Linked DNA regions of Anas platyrhynchos: region 2 is linked to region 1. A link is a contact called in public Hi-C data. All regions are on one chromosome and are shown on one strand. The core of a region is the stretch at or near the end of the contact, and the rest is flanking DNA. Distances in the headings are between cores, read along the strand shown.

Region 1 (6,839 bases), core at 1,575-4,074:
TTATGAACCTTTAGAATAATAGTTTGTGTGTCTAGCTGTACGATTGACTTGAAAACATCCTTTGTGTTTCATAGTCCTACTTCACACAGACTTTCCTGGCAGTTGCTATTGAGATGCGGTGCCCAGTAGCCTACATATGTCATGTCTCTCTGTATGTGTACATTGTAATTGCAGGATGGAGATGACAAACACTTGGGTACCTGTAGCAGTGTTAATTAAAATGCTGATAAATGGCCTGCTGGCATTATACAGACATCTGGGAATCCTCCATTGCTTATGTATCAATTTTGAAGAGAATTAGTGATGAATCAAAAGTCCTTATATTGTAATTTTGTGGAAGAAAAGCGTTGCTTTTTCATGTACCCAAGATGAGTTCTTTCAGGGGACTTCCATCATCTATATATCGTAGTGGTTTTCTCTGCAGTATTAGAAGATGTGCAGTCCATATACTGAATTACATAGATCCAATAATGAACAAGTACAGTGAGACATTGCTTGGGTTTTGGTCACACAGTTAAAAAATGATGTGTATAAAGTGTGTGCATTGAATAATTTTTCCCCCAGAAGGTTTTGCTACTGAAGTACAGATTGCTCATAGGAAAGCCAGAATCCAAGGTGGAATGTAAGAACAATTAGTAGAAGGTATTTTGGCTGAAAACATTTATCACACCTAAAAATAATGATATCAATGTATCTAAATCAATTGCCCAGCTTGTTTTTCACATGTTTCCTTGAACGTTGTAATATTGAATCCTTGAGGGATCTATGCTGTCACCTCTTCTGTGAGGTTACAAATCTGTTGGCTTCTTCCTCCAACACTGCTCTGAAGGGAGAGACACAGACAGCTGGAAGCAGGGAATTGAAATGAGAGCAAAGGATTCTAGATTTGCTGGGCTCCCTCTCCTCTCCACGTTCTTTTGTCTCCTGGAGTTGGCACACAAGCTTCCTCCTTCTCTGGTTGATGAGTGAACTTTGGTAGCACCTGAAAATCAGAGAGAACAATCACCAACTGTGCGAGCACTTTTTTTTTTAAGGGTTTTAAGTATGAACTTCTGAAGAAGGCAGTATGAGAGGATACCTCAAAGGCAAGTATGCCTCCTCATGACTGGAGTCACGAATTCTGTATCAAAATGAATATTGCCAAGTTCAGTATTCTCAGCAACATCCTTTGCAGCTCTCTCTGTTCAGCTGCCACCTGGGCACTTACTTATGGAGTTCTTCTCTGCCTCTCCCAGCAGAACTCCACAGTCCAGGCATGCAGGAGCTGTCTTCTAGTCAGCAGCAGCTTCCCCAGGGATTCACCCCTTTCCTGGCCAGGTGCCTACTACAGGTGTCTAGCTCAGCTATCCTCAGGTATTCTAGGTTGCATTTCTATTATATGGAATTCTTATTTTTCTCATAACTGATGTTTTCTGCTTAATATTCTGTAAGTACTTGAAGAGTTAAAACTTGAATTTTCTTTTCCTTGCATCACCAATTTTCGATACTACATTAATGGAATTAAATCAAGATCCAGACTAGCAGAAGAACCTGTGTGTAATTTCAGATGACAGTAGTCTCTCAAACAAAGGGCAACTAGTGAACTAGACATCTAAGAGTTCACAGATCCGAAAGTTTGGATGTGTTAAGTTACATAGATATCTACAGTTTTTCTGCTCTATATGCACAATAGTACTTCTGTCTGTATAGAAATGAAATGAGTTGAACGCTATTTGAAGTCCAAACACATGATAAGAATGTTCTAAACATAATACTCAGTTCAGCACAAAGCTCTTTATATGATGTTTTAGTACATACAGCTTTTGCCTTGGAAATAGAAGATCTGCATTTTAGGTTTCTCCTTCTAAGGGAATCCAGACCTACAATTTGCATGGGAATTTTCTAACTCATGGGCTGTAGGCTAGCCTTCATGAGGACACGTTACAACTGTTTTTATAAGACTGTATGAAATCAAGAATGTGAGGTTTAAAATAACATAAAGAAAACAAGCAAAAAAGAGTCATGACAGCACTCCCTTCAAGCAAAGCAGTTGTAGTCCATGCTAACAGCATGTCTTTTATCTATTTACTTTAATGTCAAATGCATTCGTAGCATACTTGGGATCTGGTATTGGAAATTAGGATACCAGCCTTCACAGTAAGTGCCTTCATTAACAGACTATAGCTTAAAGTTCCTTTTGTAACTTGTCAAATACTGTGAATCTAACCTTTTTATTATAAATATGAAAGCTATTGAATTCTAAACTAACAGTTCAGAAATTCCTGAAAAGAATTACACCAAACAAACGCTATAATGTTTACATTAGAACAGTATAGAAAACGAGAAGCACTGCTTCTGTAACCCTTGTTTGTATACACTGAGAATATACTGCCTTTTTTTTATTATTATTTTTCCAGTTTGGAGCAAAATGCATGTAAGCTCTTTTGTTATGTTTGTGGGGTAGTTGCACTGAGTGTAATTACTGTTTGGCATTGTAAGTACTATTTGGTATGGAATAAGAAGAAAATACCACTGTTGTGTTCATTGCTGTTGAATTCAGCGGAAACGTTTGTCCTTTGTGCTTTATTCTTACAAAGCAATTGTCAGTTGTTATAAAACGATAGATGGAAAAGAAAAATACAAAATATTCTCAATAGAGATGACAACAATTTTTTAAAAATAATTTAGTGTATTTAAAGATTATTAAAAAAAAAAGTAGAACTAAATCTTTAGTGACAACAGTGCTAAACTGAAAACACACTGCTCTGTTTGAGTTGACCTTTCATAGACCTCATCAACTGGAATTGGGCTGGTCAGTGAGTTCTGCAGCACACCCTACAGTATGGAAATACAAGTCTGTATTCAGCTGGGGACCAGAGCTTTCCATGGCTGTCTGTGTACCAGTTCTCAGATGTAGAAAGTCCAGAGAGGGATTTTAGGGCATGATTTAGTACTTAAAAGCCCACTGAAGTCTTTGATACTGTTTATTAGTAATATCTGTATCTGTTTTGGAATGATTTTCAGGTTTGTGTCAGTAAATAAATACAGAAACAATAATCTGTGAAATAATCTGACAGGTATAATCAGTATTAGATGGTGTTTTTAAAAAGCCTTGAAGTATAGCAGACATGGAGGGCACTTAGAACAATCTTGTCTTAAGGTGATGAAGGTGGCAGAGATAATGCTTAAAAAGAAACACCTTTGCCAAGGAACAAGTAATAGCATTGTTGCTGAAAGTGATCATACAGGAGCTAAAATACTTCCAGTTTGTAGCTTAAAGTCGTAAGAAAAAACACAGGAGAACTATATCAATCAGAGATGCTTTCTTAACCTGGTCTTGATTTCAATTAACTGTATGGTTCCCATCAAGACTCTGTCTTGTTAAACATAATGGAAAAGTGAGTAGAGCTGTTTGTATGTGTACAGGCTTAAAAAATAGATTTCAGAAATTATGGTGATGGCTTTCATCCAGTTGCTGTAGAGAGAATAAAATAAACTCTCAAAATTTTTTTAACCTGTTACTGCCATCTAGCGTTGATAAAGTCAACATTAGTTTAGTGAGCTGTTCAAATTTAGTTTCACTGAGTAGAACTAAAAACTTGGAGCATGCAAGAGAATTTTAGAAGACGCTAAGAATATATATACATTTTTTTTCTCATGAATCATTTCAAAACAAGTACATGTACTTAATGGGGCTAATTAAAATGATTATTAACAGGTTACCAGGCTTGCTACAGTTTCTTAAGTTACATGTATATTATATGTGCGCCCTACTTCTCCCTTAAAGAAAGTAAGCATTAATTTAGATAGTATGTCTTTTCCTGATAGCTCTCAATGAGCTTAATAGTAATTTCCATCTAATTCCATCTAATTTTATCATTATATATATATATATTACATATAAAATGTCACTAACCTCTGTTTACAGTAATAAGTAATATTCTGTAGCAGGTTTGAATGAAGTAGCATCTTAGAGTGTCCCATTGCAATGTCAGGAGAAGAACAAAAGGAGGCTACTTTCAGAATGGAAAACCAAATGCTTCTGAATTAGAGTCTTACTTAAATGGGATGCACAGAGTAATAGAAATATTGTCATCTTATTATCTAGTCACATTGAGAATTGAGATAAATTCTTTCAAGGAATTGTACTTGCTGCTAAGTCTGCCTTGTAGTTTCCATGTTTTTACAACAGGGCATATGAACCAGTTTACCATTATAAAATGATGAGAATAGTACTGACTGCATTGATAGGGAGTAGTGCAAAAGTACCTGAGTAGCTAATAAATCAATACTAATAGAGCTTTCTGAGACTTATGTATAGAAGAATTAATAGAAATGTAAACATTAATATTTGACTTTCACACAGATGTTTTCTTTCTTCTTGACAGAGCAGTTGATGCTCTTTCAGACAGCAAGGATTTTGTAGAAGATCTCCTAAAAGGAAAAACTGTGGACTTGTCTTTTCAAGGAATTGATCATTTCAAAAATGAAGTTGGATTTGTGAAGTTGACAGAAAATGATCATACAGCTGTACTTACAGAAATAGCAGGTAAAAAAAGTTATTTCTTACACATTGTGAAGACAGGCTCAGAGAGTTGGGGTTGCTCAGCCTAAAGATGAAAAGGCCCAGGGGAGACATTACAGTGGCCTTCCAGTGCCTAAAGGGGGCCTACAGGAGGGACTCTTTGTCAGGGATTGTAATGGTAGGACAAGGAGTAATGTCTTTAAACTAAAAAGGATAGATTTAGATTAGATATTAGGAAGAAATTCTTTACTCTGAGGGTGGTACAAAGTGTGAGAACAGGTCATCCAGAGAAGCTGTGGCTTCCCCATCCCTGGAAGTGCTCAAGGCCAGGCTGGATGGGGCTTTGGGCAACCTGGTCTAGTGGAAGGTGTCCCTGCCCATGGGAGGGGAATCAGAACTGAGTGGTCTTTAAGGTCCCTTCCAACCCAAACCAGACTGTGATTCTATGATTCTGTGATGTATTTGCACCTGCATGTGCACTAACTCTCAGTTCTGTCTTAGCAGTGGAGCTAAGGCTGCTTCATTTGCCAGTCAGGTAAAATGCATCCAAAATGTAGTTCTCAAGTCAGTAGGAATATATAAATTAAAAGGCATATAAATATCAGCTGAGTAACAGTAGACAGTATTTAGATCAAACCAAGGTCCAGTGGAGTTTTTTTATCTGTGTACAAGGCTGTACTTAAATTATGTTGTTTACAGATATTAAAGAAAAATTATCAGTAAACAGTACTGTCTGTAATTCACCAGTGTCCTTTAAAACTATCCCAGTAATTCCAGCTATTCTTTGAAAAGAGTCTTTTAAAGAGTTTTTCAGTATTGATGAATCATCTTTTGTGTTCTGTGGAATGTGAGGTCACACCATTTTTTAATAGTGCAATAACCCATATCAGGCATTTTGCGGAACAGCAAAGACTACTGTTGTCACGCTACATCTTATGCAGTCCAGTACAGAGAAAAAATGGAGAAAGTCTTCGTTAATACACTGCTTTATCTAGCAGTTCACTAGGTTAATTTCTGACGTGCATTTCCATAATGTTTAGTATTTTTTAACTTACATTTTGCAGAGAGTTTGAAGAGAGGAGTGTGAGAGAGCTTTCCAGCTTACTAAATTGCTTATGTTGTTATTGGGCGATGCCTTCTTACTTTAAGCAATGTTTGACAGAGAAGTATTTTTAATATTTATTATAGTAGGAATTGAGCAGTACTTACAGTTCCAGAGAGGCTTTGGTTGTCAAATAATACCATAATTATTTTAGGGATTTAATGTACCAAGTATTTTTTCAGTCATTTGGAAGATACGCTTCCTCATCCTTGTCTTTGAGTTTGTCTTTACCTTTCTTTTAAAGGTGACAGAACACTGTGTGTACGCTGCTTTTTGAACAGTGAGAGTTCACGTAGAAGCTGAGTTCCCTTTCAGTACCTCTTATGAAAGGAGATGAATGGTTTCTGTTAGTCACTGACTTTTGATTTTAGGGAATTTATAGTGAATTATTAATAATTCTAAAATAACTGAAGTTGCTGGACTCAGACAGCTAAACATCTGGCTACAGGAAATAAAGACATTGTTCTAAGTGATTTACTATATATTATAGCCTAGTTAAACAGATTTTTATCAGAATATTTGGTAGAAGATGAGGTCAGATTTCAACTTCAACATTGAAAATTTTTCAGATTTTCAATGTTGAAGGTCCTTCCCAGTGGATGAACTCATGGTACAGTCAAATTCAGCAAACCTATATTTTCTTAGTAAAGTATAACTATTGGTACTCATTGGTGAACTTCCTTTGCTTATATTAGAACTACAGCTGTATCTTACTGTTTTCATTTAACATTGCTCTTTAGTAAAAATGTTTCTTATTTCAGTGCTTACTTTTGACAACTGAATGAAGTGTTTCTTGCCTTAGGACTGTCTTTTAGTTTGTTGGCCTATACAGTGACATATGTTTCATCCAGATTTAATTCTGAAACAGGGTAAGGAGCTGAACATTACCAGAAGACAATGGTAAAATGGCTGAAAGTGTTAAATGGATATGACTTACCATATTCTTTCCTAACACTTCTTTACTGGCTGACAGAACTGTAACTTCTCAATTGCTGCTGATTCCAGAATCTCTTTTGATGCTTTCTTGGAAGTGCTGGTATTATTTCATAACAGGTGGACTATATTTTGTGAAAGCAATTTCAGCTTTATGTTGATACTTAAGCCAGGAAAAAGTTTTCAGGTTTATAATCACTGGATATCAAAGATTATACAAGTTTCAAAAGCTTTCAAAAAGCTTTCAAAAGTCATGTTAAATTAGTGGAAAGACCAGTAGAAGGAAAATGGACACACTAA
Region 2 (6,709 bases), core at 2,571-5,070, 80 kb before region 1:
GATGCCCGAAATAGATACCCAAACACACAAGAGAAGCCCTTCTGGCAAAAGAGGATGGACAACAGTCAGCTAAAGGCAGCAAACTTGATGATTATCTTAGAGACACGGGAGCCTTCAAATATCTATCCATAGGCAAATTCATACTAAGCAAGCATCTCAAGACCAAATGTCTAGCTACATGTGGTAGGTGTTTCCTTGTTTTAGATAGTGAAGGCTATTAAAATAACAAACAAAAGCATCCAGTAATGAGGAAATTAAAAGGTAGTATATCTACTGCTGCATTAGCAATTTCTGAATATAATTAAAGCTTAAATATTAGTTATGTAGCCATTTTCTTCAAAAGTCCTTTGTGTTTTATCTAACATTCTTCATAAATAGCATTAAAGTTTTAACATTTATGTATTACACTATTTCTCAGAGTTAATAAGCCTCTGAAAGGGAGGTTTCCATTTGACTAGCTGTTGAGAATTTGCTATTTAAAACCATGTATTAGTATGCCAGTTTGGAAGTTGCTACTAGCCATGTTACATTTTGCTTATGTCCTCAGATCTTACAGAGAACTCAACTGTTGCTGTTCTTTCCTAGTGGCAGGTATCAATCTCAATAAAATACCGTACAAGCTTATTTTCCAAATCAAAATGACTAATACAGATTAATTTTCCTGAGAGAAAAGTCCAAGCATCTGCTGATCAAAGAATACTCCCAGAATGATCCACTCTGCTTAGTAAAATCAAATTAGAGGTTTCATTGTTACAGATGACTTTTTTCCCCCCATGCATCTCTAAGTAGCTAAAGAGGGTTTCTATGAGTCTCATCCAGCCCTGCAATGTAACAGCTAAGAAAAAAACAAAACAGAAAACAGAAGCAAGCAGGTAACATTTCTCTCAGAAGATATCGACAAAAACAAACCCATTTAGGCTTAAAACGGACAGGTCTGAAGCTTTAATTTTATCTTTTCTTGCTCTCCTGTCTCCAAGAAGGCATCATAAACTCAGGTTGGCTCCTACTAAACAGAACAATCACATCAAGTATTTTCTCCCCTTCTTCATTTCTTAGGCCCTCTAAACATCTACAGCAGGACAAATTTCTCATCTCCCCTCCTTCATATTGCAAGATGGCATTAAACCATTCGTAAGACTTCATTTTGAAATGACAAACGTGAACGAGCATAAGAATCCTGCAGCAAGAGTGACAAACAGAGAAGAAACCCTAGGCAGACACTCAAGTGGCAGGCTTACTGACGTCTGAAAAAGAAGTCCCACCAGATTTTGCACTTGTTGGTCATTGTGTTAATCCATGTACATAATCTAAGATTGAAGAAGTTCTTGGACTTCAAGAAGTGAATTGACTACCAGAGAACACAAGTTTTCTTCCTTTTTTTTTTTTTATTAAACTTAAAGCTTTTTAAACTTAAGCAACAATCAAGTCAGAGTCAAGCAGTTTCCCATGTTATGACAAGACCACCAGAGCTGGAGCCTAAACTGATCTAATGCTCTCAAATCTCTCCTCTGCAAACTCAGAAGATAAAGTACTAAAGGGCAGAGTAACAAGAACAATCCTTTACTACACATAGACAAAAAAAATTGATTTCAAGCTTCATAGCTGTTCTGAAAAGCCTTCTGCAATAGTCCAGATGACTGGACAACTAAAGCTGTGTTATCATCCGGCCTTTGCAATAGTATCTCCCGATAAAAATATTTATCCCAAACACAAGCCAGCTAAAAATTGCCCTTTCTTATGATTCTGCATAAACTGCCTCTTAATTCTTCACCTGCAGCGGATTTTCAGTGTAGCAGCCAGGTGAGCAAACTGTCATTGCCAGTCTTGACATCGGTCAGCAGATGGTGCCATAATAGTTCTAAAAATCCCCAGCACAATTCAAACACCACACTGAAAACAGCAACAATATTTCAGTGTGAAGCATAGTTCAAGTTATAGCAAGTACATGTAATTGTATGTTTTCCCACAAGTGTTAACATGACTTTTTAAAAAGATATAGGACTTCAGGACCAGACACTGAATTACTACTCTGTGATACTAAAACATTATCATATATCTAAGGACACATGAGCATGTGTGTCTAATTATATACGTATAGCCTCCACACTCATCTTCAAGATCAGAAAAGGCACAAAACAGCACCTTCCCAGTGTTATTAGGTCTATAAAAGCCAGTTTCCAAAGACATCCTGGCACATGCATGATGGCTAGCAGCCCCAGAGTTAACGGGAATGATCATCATAAGCAAAGTCACTATTCAAAAGACCAGATATTTTTGTCAGCCTTCACGTTCACATCTACGCCACCACACAGCTGAGTATCTGCAAGCATACAATGCTTCTAAATATAGTAGCCTATGTGTATTGCCAGGAAAACATTTTTTATCCCAACATAAACATTAAGCCTGTAGAACTAAGATTTGTAGCATGAGAAAAATATTCCAAGCGTGTTATCATTTCTTGCAACACACAAAATACCAAGACTCATCAGAAAAAGATTCATTACTCCTTACAGAAGATGTGAGCTTAAGAAATACTTCTGAATCTATGATATAAATATGGCATTAGAGTTATTCTGAAGACAAAAACATCAAAGATATAGATAATAAGTGAAATGTGACAGAGAAAGTTACTTCTGCCAAAAACTGAACAGTGAGTACCTGCGGTCTAGATAGACTTTCACAATAAAACTTATGTTGACAAATTTCTAGAAAACAACTTAAAGCTACCTCAAATCCTCTTCGTAAAGTCAAGAGGGAATCAGTGCATATGACTGAGGAAATCCTTCACTCAGACGGTGGTGAGGCCCTGGCACAGGCTGCCCAGAGAAGCTGTGGATGCCCCATCCTTGGAGGTGTTCAAGGCCAGGCTGGATGGGGCTTTGGGCAACCTGGTCTGGTGGGAGGTGTCCCTGCCCATGGCAGGGGGGTGGAACTAGATGGTCTTTAAGGTCCCTTCCAACCCAATTGTTTTTATGACTTCTTCAGTATCTTTTTCCAGTTAAAGCAACTCAACAGTACATATCTACTCCCTACCATTCAAGTGCTCCCAGCTTTTCATAAGGAACCTTTTGCAGAACATCATTTTTTTCTAGTGCATAAGTCATTTACTGCAATACATGTACATCTTAATAGCATTCATTTTAAAGGATAATGCAGTTTAAGGGGTATAACTCCTCAGAAAGGAAAGATGCTACTATGGAACACGCAAATGAATTTAAACACTATTTTGATAAAATTTGTCCACTGACAGCAGCTAGTGCCCTAAAAACATATAATAAAACGTTTAGAAAAGTGTTGCTTCCCAAATGGAATAAAAATCTTTGAAGACTGCATCATTTATGTCACAGCATCAATACAATATGCAAAGCTCATAACAACAGGAAAGTTTTCAATAAAACCAGAACATAACTACATTCCAAGTGCTACACAAAGCCAAATTCTGAAGCCAACATGAGAACATCTTTGGGATTAAATTTAAGCAAATATACAGCCTTTCACCTATGCTGATGTTATCCATTTCCCATGCAGAGACAACAGGAGTCTATCAATTCTGCCTTTACAATCTACGGACATTTTGATGTATCAAGGCTAAGAAGTCTCAGAAAGCAACTTAATTCAAATCAAGCAATCTCTCTGCCAGAGTACATACACACATATACAATCTGCTTATTAAGTTAGCTTTGTGCTGTTCCCCAGAGCTGAAAAAAAAAAAGTTGCAAGCTGATGAGAATCCAACACTTTTGAAAAGCTTTATTGAACAAGAATGACCCCACCCAAGCCCTGACACTGCTAGAGAAGGGCACGTTCAGTGGAAAACCAGGATTTAGTTCCAAATCTTTTCATTCCAGCAGCCAGAAAACGCACATGGGTCAAGAGACAGCTCTGTTTTCCTGTTGTCTGTCCAACAAACTAAAAGCAACAGTTTGAGAAAAAAATCTCTCCCTATCTTAGAAACCAAAGTTGCAAGTTTACAGTGGTTTTTGACCGTTCACATTAACCCCTCATGGGAACCACAATTTTAAAGATTAAAGACAGTAGTAAGCGATCATTTGTTCTGAGCAATGCTTTCTCTGCTGGCTCCATATCCTTCCTTCAACCTCATCCCATACCAAAGGGCTTTGTTTCTGTGACAGTGCAACAATTCCACTGAAGCACAGGCAGTATTTCACTTTTCCCAATTCTGATTAAAGAAAATTGAAAAAAAAATCCATTTAGGTTCTGTAAATTATTCTAGCTTGTTCTGATTTAGAGATGATTTCTCTCTAAATGCCATGACAAATTTTTAATTTTCAACTTTTATTCTTTGCATTTGCAATGAATCAGCAAGATTAAAAACAGTTTCATTTTATACATGTGACATTAAACCTACTCTTGCATAAAGTATGCTTTCAGGGCACTCACAATAACATAGTTGATCAAAGCACTTGCCAACTCAGGTTGAAAAATGATGTACTAGGACCCATGACTTCCCCTCCCACCCCCAAGCAAACTGAGAGGCCCCAGCATAATAAAGCTTCTGGATGCTGGAATCCCAGACACGCACAATTGTTTTGACAAGTATCTATTTCCTCTTTAGTGGAAGTCATATAGAGAATTATTACTATCTCACATGTTGAGGAAATATATAAAAGCACAGAAAAAAGGGAAATAGCCATAATACCAGAATTCAAGCTCAGGAAAAAGAAGTGACAAGTGACCAACCTGTGCTTTTGGTAGAATGCTACTGACAGACCTTACAAGCAGAACATTTGTGCACAACTTTCCTAAACAGATACAGCCATTGTCTTTATTTCACCAGTATGTCAAAGTTGAGTGTCAAAGTTGCAGATGTTACTGAGATCACGTTAAAAACGCCTGTTGGATTTTTATTTTTGGTTATTCAGCTTATAAGCAATAGCAGAAACCAACTGAGAACACATTAAGGCAGTCTGCTCTGCCATGTACAAGACCCGAGTTCAACGAACAAACATTTACAAAGCTTCAGGGTGTAAGCATCACTACAGAAGGGCCTTTTCTGAGGTGGCAGCATCGGTTCTATATTTCAGCTTTAACATACGCTTCAAGATTTTTTCTGTTGTCAAATATGTGCACTATAGAAATAACAGCTCTCTTTGGCAAGCCAGAAATGTGTAAAACTCTATCGGTATTGTTAAACTGAGGGAAATAAGAACTTAATAAATGACATTAAAATTATAAATGATTTTAAATAGGTGACAGGTGTAAAATTATTTAATTTCCCCCCCCCCCCCCCAAATCAGGATGCAAATTGAAATACAAAACTGATACTACCACCAATTCCTACCAATAGGAAGGAAGCAGCCAGTTTCAAATACTTGTTTTACACTTGGCATCCCTGGCAATTAACCTTAAGCAATCTTAATCCGAACTCCAAATAAATACAAAGCCTCAAACTATACAGTGAAATAATCCTAGATCTCCGCAGGTAAGCTGCAGCTCTCTGCTGGCTATGCTGTTGCCAATATGTTATTTAACTCTTGACAGACCTTCAGAGATATTGACACACATTCAAGGAAATAAACCTAGCCTATTAATAGAATAGCAAATCAAAAATAAAGACAAACAGGATAGTTTAAAATGATTCACAATCGCTGCTGCACTGAGTAAATGCTGTTCCCATATCCCCTCCCCAGCTATCCTATCTTCCTCAAACCTCAAAGTTAAGCCATCCAAGATGTCTTGTGCTGACATTTTAATTTCTATTTTGCAGCTAGCACAAGCTAGCTACTCCTGGAACAGTTATTCTCTTGAAAGATCAGGGCTGATCTGCTCAGTGTTCTTTTTCCCTGAATAGCTATAATGCACCTAAAATGATATATTTAAGTGGGACTCTGCAAGCTTTCTCTTAGATGCTTGTATTGACTGCAGTATATAACAAAGTATTGAAAATACAGATAATACTGCTCTTCAGGAAAGCATGTATCTACTGCTCCTGGGGGAACATAATGTTTCCAACCCCAAGCAACAAAAACCAGTGAAGGAAAGAAAGAGAAATACCTCTTAGCTGAGCAAATAAAATTGGCAGCCAAAACTTTATCGTTCCCATAGGCTCTTTTGAATGCTGGTATTTGATTAGCGGAGTGAAAATATCAGCAGTTTTGTAAAAGGTTCCCACTTCTTGTGGCAACTGCTTCACCATTAACAATATTTCAACTACTGCAATGTCTCTGGGCTACATAAAGTAAAATGACGCTCTAAAATTCAGAAATAAGTCTAATAACACTAACAAAAACTGCAGAAGAGCTTTATGCTAATAGGGGTGGTTTTGAGCCTGGACTTTAGCACTTAACATATTTGTTAGTCATCTAAGTGCTTTAGCTGTTTTGTGCTTTTTGGAAGGACATTCACAGCATGAAAGATTATAATATAAAACAGATAACAGGATATGCAGGAAAGCCTCAAGGGAGCAGCTATTTAAACAAAGTGGCTTTTTTTTTTTTTTGAAGAGTTAGGGAAAGACGACAGATAAAAATTTAAAAGAATAATTCATTTGTGAACACCAAGGAAAGGATGGGGAGGAGTATTCAGAACTGTATTCTGAGTATTCAGACAAGGAAAAAAAGCTAGTGACTTGCAATGACGTTCCCATATAAATACACATCACAAAGTACAGTTTACCAAAGCAGACTCACCCACTGCAGAAAAGCTTTTTAATGAACATGTACAGATACAGATGGCATGCTATTACAAG

The links. Hi-C and Micro-C count contacts between places; a contact is called where the count stands out from the background.
Region 2: a Hi-C map of subcutaneous adipose tissue shows a contact between it and region 1, with 4 times the contacts expected there. The contact joins two enhancer-like sites. A contact is called at or near these places in 3 of 8 Hi-C or Micro-C datasets (liver, skeletal muscle and subcutaneous adipose tissue).

What each region holds. Positions count from the first base shown.
Region 1 is chr3:63,198,471-63,205,309 of IASCAAS_PekinDuck_T2T, reverse strand. It overlaps AKAP7 (A-kinase anchoring protein 7), which reads left to right. Exons shown (of 8, transcript XM_072036004.1): 5 at 4,368-4,528. Among named protein-coding and RNA genes, the nearest start is that of TRNAQ-UUG, 3.8 kb to the right of the region's middle. Within about 2 kb of position 2,824, at least 1 of the 8 cell types and tissues checked has an H3K27ac peak or open chromatin away from gene starts, as enhancers often do. A contact at or near this core is called in subcutaneous adipose tissue, where this site is marked.
Region 2 is chr3:63,279,487-63,286,195 of IASCAAS_PekinDuck_T2T, reverse strand. The region is part of intron 3 of EPB41L2 (erythrocyte membrane protein band 4.1 like 2); the gene reads right to left. Among named protein-coding and RNA genes, the nearest start is that of EPB41L2, 41 kb to the right of the region's middle. Within about 2 kb of position 3,820, at least 1 of the 8 cell types and tissues checked has an H3K27ac peak or open chromatin away from gene starts, as enhancers often do. A contact at or near this core is called in subcutaneous adipose tissue, where this site is marked.